Regions from separate parts of the Gasterosteus aculeatus genome. Here region 2 is linked to region 1. The links are chromatin contacts, called in public Hi-C maps. All regions are on one chromosome and are shown on one strand. The core of a region is the stretch at or near the end of the contact, and the rest is flanking DNA. Distances in the headings are between cores, read along the strand shown. Region 1 overlaps trim45 (tripartite motif containing 45). Region 2 overlaps man1a2 (mannosidase, alpha, class 1A, member 2).

Evidence for each region. A called contact is a pair of places that touch in the nucleus more often than the background predicts.
Region 2: a Hi-C map of whole body shows a contact between it and region 1, with 5 times the contacts expected there. The contact joins two enhancer-like sites. A contact is called at or near these places in 5 of 6 Hi-C or Micro-C datasets (liver, skeletal muscle, tail fin and 1 more).

What each region holds. Positions count from the first base shown.
Region 1 is chr16:18,608,657-18,611,384 of fGasAcu3.hap1.1, forward strand. trim45 (tripartite motif containing 45) reads left to right here. Exons shown (of 9, transcript XM_078090840.1): 5 at 1-74; 6 at 195-309; 7 at 567-693; 8 at 1,027-1,225; 9 at 1,325-1,944. The coding sequence ends at 1,181. Among protein-coding and RNA genes, the nearest start is that of LOC120833624, 5.2 kb to the left of the region's middle. Within about 2 kb of position 1,370, at least 4 of the 9 cell types and tissues checked have open chromatin away from gene starts, as enhancers often do.
Region 2 is chr16:18,651,488-18,654,215 of fGasAcu3.hap1.1, forward strand. It overlaps man1a2 (mannosidase, alpha, class 1A, member 2), which reads left to right. Exons shown (of 14, transcript XM_078090857.1): 10 at 489-604; 11 at 1,433-1,652. Among protein-coding and RNA genes, the nearest start is that of tent5c, 9.2 kb to the right of the region's middle. Within about 2 kb of position 1,329, at least 1 of the 9 cell types and tissues checked has open chromatin away from gene starts, as enhancers often do.

The DNA of each region.
Region 1 (2,728 bases), core at 120-2,619:
TCGGCGGGGCAGCAGGTGCAGCGCGGTGGGGAGCACGTCCTGGTCAGCGTCGTCCACAAGGAGAAGGAGGACTGGTGAGTTCACACAGACCCTTGAGCCAGGCAGCAGCTCTATATCTATGGGGGGGGGGGGGTCTTTTGGAAGGTGATCCAGGTCCCTGGCGTCTGTCTCTGAGGACTTCTCCGTCCTTTCAGCGCGTTGGAGGTGACGGTGTCCGATGGCGCAGACGGATCCTACGGAGTCTCGTACGCAGCCGGGGAGCCGGGGCCGTACGCCGTGGGGGTCTGTGTGAAAGGTCAACACGTCAAGGTACGACGCTCAGCTCCCAGCATGCAGAGGAAGTAAATAAACAAATTAGAAATAATAAATACAATAAATCATAACATGAACGTAAAATAACATTATTTATACGTTTTATTTCTAATGGCAGATTCACTCTGCATCACAGTTTTATTTACTTACCTGCTTTACATTTATTAGAATGTCACTTTTTCCTGCTGGGATATTTGACAAGTAAAAGAGACGGGCGAACCAGCTGACTGTCCCCGTCCCGTCCCGTCCTGCAGGGTTCCCCCTTCGCTCTGCAGGTGAAGAGGAAGTTGAGGCGTCACGGCGGGACGTTCCACTGCTGCTCCTTCTGCTCCAGCGGAGGATCCAAAGAGGCTCGCTGTGGCTGCGCGGGGTCCATGCCAGGTACTCCAGTGTCCCCACGGGGACAAAGAGGACACGGGGAGAGGACGGATCTGATGGACGAGAGGGAGGCTCATCACGGAGCCATTTTCACAAAAGTGGCTCTATTTTCTCCCTGAGAAGCTTCTTCTGTCCCATAATTACAATAAAAGACATCATTTCCTTCTCCGTCCAACCCACCGTGTCCACAGAGACGTGGAGGAGGAACTCATGACTCCCTCTCAGAGGCTGATGCTGTTTTGAATAATTGAAGCTGCAACTATTTGCCCGTAAGCCGTGTCCTCCTGTTCACACCTGTCCTCCCGTCTTGTCTGTCCCGTCATTGTCCCTCTGCAGGGGGGTTCAAAGGCTGCGGTCACGGGCACAGGGGACACCCCGGGAGGCCTCACTGGTCGTGCTGCGGCAGCACGGCGGAGCGGTCCGAGTGTTTGCCCCCCAGCGTGGTGGCCGCCGTCTCTCCCCGAGGACACCTGCGGACCGTCGAGCTCTGAGGAGACGAGGAGGCGAGACCTTCTCCTGGGGCCCTCAGGAACAGGTTGACTGGATGTTATTTCTGCCAGCACCAGTTTGATGATACTTCTTTGTGACGGCCTTATTGATATTGATCATTCGTTCCTCCTGCATCCTTCTGCAGCTCCTGCATCCTTCTGCACCCCCTCCAGCCTTCTGCAGCTCCTACATCCTTCTGCACCCCCTCCAGCCTTCTGCAGCTCCTCCAGCCTTCTGCACCTCCTGCAGCCTTCTGCACCTCTCAGCGGTGTTCATGTTTCTTACGTTCTTTGCACCTGGAAGCTGCTGTCATTTTCAGAAAGGGGCTGAACTCAGTTCTTAATGTCTTCAGTGTAGAAAGTAACGAAGAATTTGCAAGTTGTGGAACTTTATTACTTTTGCATTTTTATACCGAGGAAAGTATATTTTGTGATCTAGTGCTTTACAATTGTAATTCTGTAATATAAAGATAATTCTTCTTAAAAATCCACACTGAAGACTGTTATACAAGAGAACAGATGCTTTGACATTATAACAATCTTTCATTATTATTACTTTATTAATGTCTTCATGGCTTCTGTTTCTATCTCGCCTCCTGCAAGGCGCTTTTTAATATTAACCATATGATACATCCCACCAAACGTGCCATATTTAACATGAAACCACAACTAATAGCTGATATGATTATATATAACATGAGCAGAGCCACATAATGTTTGTTATATGCTGCTGATGGAAAGTTTAATAAAGAATATTAAAGATGGACGTGACGCTGCAGTTCACTTACATTCATCTCAGACGTTCGTCAATAAACACTTTTTTACACACTTCACCTGCTGCTTTTCTTTATTAAAGGAACGCATCTCCCCCCCAAAAGGACTGTTTTCATACCAACTAGCGTCTCTCTCTCTGCACCACCGGGCGGCAGCAGAGAGCTGCTCGCCTCTTCCTTCAGTCCCCCCCTTTGACCCCAACGGTGACCGTGACCAACTTTCCGTCCTTGTTCCTGCGAATCATCTTCATTCATAATAACTCGATAAGCTGCTCGGAGCAGAGAGGTGGTTTCTGCATCATCGTTGGAGAAAAAGAGAGAAACATCTCAAGGTTGGATCTCTTTATTTCAAAGTTTGATGCTTTGGGATCTACAAAAAAAAAAAACGATTGCGGAGGAAGTTACAATATTTCATCAGCTTCATCACACAGACACACACACAGGCTGAAGATGATGAAGCGGTTGTGTGAAAGCATCAGATGTGTTGTGAGCTTTTAATGGCACTGAGACGCAGGAAGAGACGCAACATATTTTCACGCAAAACTGAGGGGTTTTTTTAAATATTGTTTTGAGGTTTACAAAATGTAATCTACTTGATCATTATAAATATCATTAAAAACACATTGCAGCATCATCTGATGTTCTTACGCTGAGGTTGATTTTTGTGGAAGAAATAAAAGTGTCGATTCAAGCTGAAGAAGCGAGCTGTGACACGTCTTCGCTCCTCTGCCTTCGACCTGTTGGTGGTGAATGTTCATCTAACCATGTCGCAGATGC
Region 2 (2,728 bases), core at 79-2,578, 43 kb after region 1:
CTGAGCTCCTTTTTCTTAATGAGATCCTGCTGTGACTGATGGCCTTATTATCACACACACCTCTCACACACACACACACATACACACACACGCGACAAGCCGGTCGATCTCCTCTTCATCGGTGGATTATCATCAGTTAACAGATCAGTTCACGCCGTAGTTAAACCTATTAAAGGCGGCTCGACACAGAGACTGAAACCTGCAATCACAACGTCCTCGCTCGATATCAAGGGAAAATATCACAATTAAGACTAAATCGAAAAGTTAGATATCTCCAAAGTGAAGACGGTCAAATTAAAATGAGCTGTTCATTGTTTTTAATTTTGTATTATTTGGTTGGAGGCGCCAGGGTCCAATCGGTGGATCACATTTAGTTCAGTTGGTTTTTAATGTTCTGAAGCAGATTGTGTGTGTGTGTGTGTGTGTGTGTGTGCGTGTGTTCCTCCCTCCACTCTAACCCTTTTCTTTACCCCGCCTGCTCTTTTCAGACCACACGTCGGTCGGGGGACTCGGGGACAGTTTCTACGAGTACCTGCTGAAGGCGTGGCTCATGTCGGACAAGACGGACACGGAGGCGCGCAGGACCTACGACGACGCCATCGAGGTACCGCGTGTTCGAGGGCTGCGCTCACTCCCTCCGCCATATGCAGACACGCGTCTACATGAATATAATTTACACACATTCAGAATGAGTGTAAATGCAAATAACGTAATAAATAATGAATGAATTGATCAGTAAGTCAAGACAAAAAACACAGCTGTGGCAGATGAAATATTAATTGTAGCTTTACATTAAAAACACACAATTAAAATTAATGATACGTACTCTACAAAGGGTGGTGTTGTTGGTTGTCATGGTGACGATCACTTTGCTCAGCTAGCTAAGTAGCTAACTAGCCGGCCGACTCAACCTAAATGCTTCAGCGATTGTCTCATCTGGCGAAAGCGATGTCGTCTTCTTTAGAACGGAGATAAACCGTCACTGGATTGTACCAAACGTCCTTCAGCAGAAGGTCAGGTGGGCGGGTCAGGTGGGCGGGTCAGGTGGGCGGTCAGGTGGGCGGTCAGGTGGGCGGGTCACTTTACTTACGGACGCAGCAGGAGGCGCTGGTTAGTGGCCTGTCGAGTAGATGATTGGTGTGGACGGGTTTAAAATCTGTCTTTGTTCTGTTTCCTTCGGTTTGACCCTCATGCACACACACTCAATGTCAACACACACACACACACACACACACACACACACACACACACACACTCACACTTATATATATTCTGTTCACAACCTCCACCCACATTCCTGCTGTAATAAAATCTGTGTGGACTTCATCTCTTCACTAACACACGTTTCACACGTCCTCGAGCTGCATATAAATACACTCGTACATATTCGTACACTTAATGTGTCCCCCCCCCCCCTCGCCCCTCTCTCCAGGCCATCGAGCGCCACCTGATACGCAAATCCAACGGCGGCCTGACGTTCATCGGCGAGTGGAAGAACGGCCACCTGGAGAGGAAGATGGGCCACCTGGCCTGCTTCGCCGGCGGCATGTTCGCGCTTGGCGCCGACGGCTCGCCTGACGACAAGGCCGGACACTACCTGCAGCTGGGGGCCGAGATCGCACACACCTGCCACGAGTCCTACGACCGGACGGGTGAGGAGGGGACCGAGGTGTCAAGTAACGAAGTACAAATACTTCGAAGTACAAATACTTCGTTACTGTACTTGAGTAGAAATTTTGGGTATCTATACTTTACTGGAGTATTTATTTTGTTCAGACGACTTTTTACTCCTTACATTTTCACGCAAATATCTGTACTTTTCTACTCCTCACATTTTAAAAACAGCCTCGTTACTTCCGGCTTGTCGTCGTTCAAAAACACAAAAAACCCATCCAGATAAACGGCGCCATCCGGACACAGTGGATGTGATTGTGTTTGGATGAGAAGTATAAACATTTAGCATCCAGACACCCGATGGGGAAAGTTGGTATTTAGCGACATGGACCCTCCTCCTCTTCCTCCTCCTCTTCCTCACGCAGATTATATGTAATGTTAGATGAGCATCTTCATGGTTTGTCCTAAATGTTTTATTGAGACTGGCACACAGCGACTTGCAAGCAGCGTATTAAATAAAGTGACGTGTGTCTTAATGCGGCTTTGCAAATGAACACAAAGGGATTCTGTATTTGCTCGTAAAGCCTGAACATTCTGGTTATTTGGTCAATGTTTGATAACCGACCGCTGCCAGTTCAGTGTTTCCCATCATTATACGTAGTGAACCCGGGGGAGACGCTGCAGTCTACCTCATCAATGCGAACGACGTGTGTGTGACTCGTGTCACTGGAAAATGGGTTGTGGTTTTATCTGTTTAAGTCAGATACATTTGTTGTTGTTGTTGTTGTTGTTTCCACCATCCCAACGGCAGGTCACGTGATCTGCAAGCGCCTTCTGATCACATTGTAGCGGACTGACGTGTTGTGTGAGCGAAGTTACGCATTAAGAGTTTGTCCTTAATGGAATTTCTTACATTACTTTTACTTTTATACTTTAAGTAGTTTTGAAACCAGTACTTTTATACTTAAGTAAAAAGCTTGAGTCGATACTTCAACTTCTACATGAGTCTTTTTAAACCCTAGTATCTGTACTTCTACTTGAGTAATGAATGTTCTTCAGGTGATTTTCTTTTCTCAATGGACCGCTTGATGCTCGTTTCCCCCACAGAAGTTAC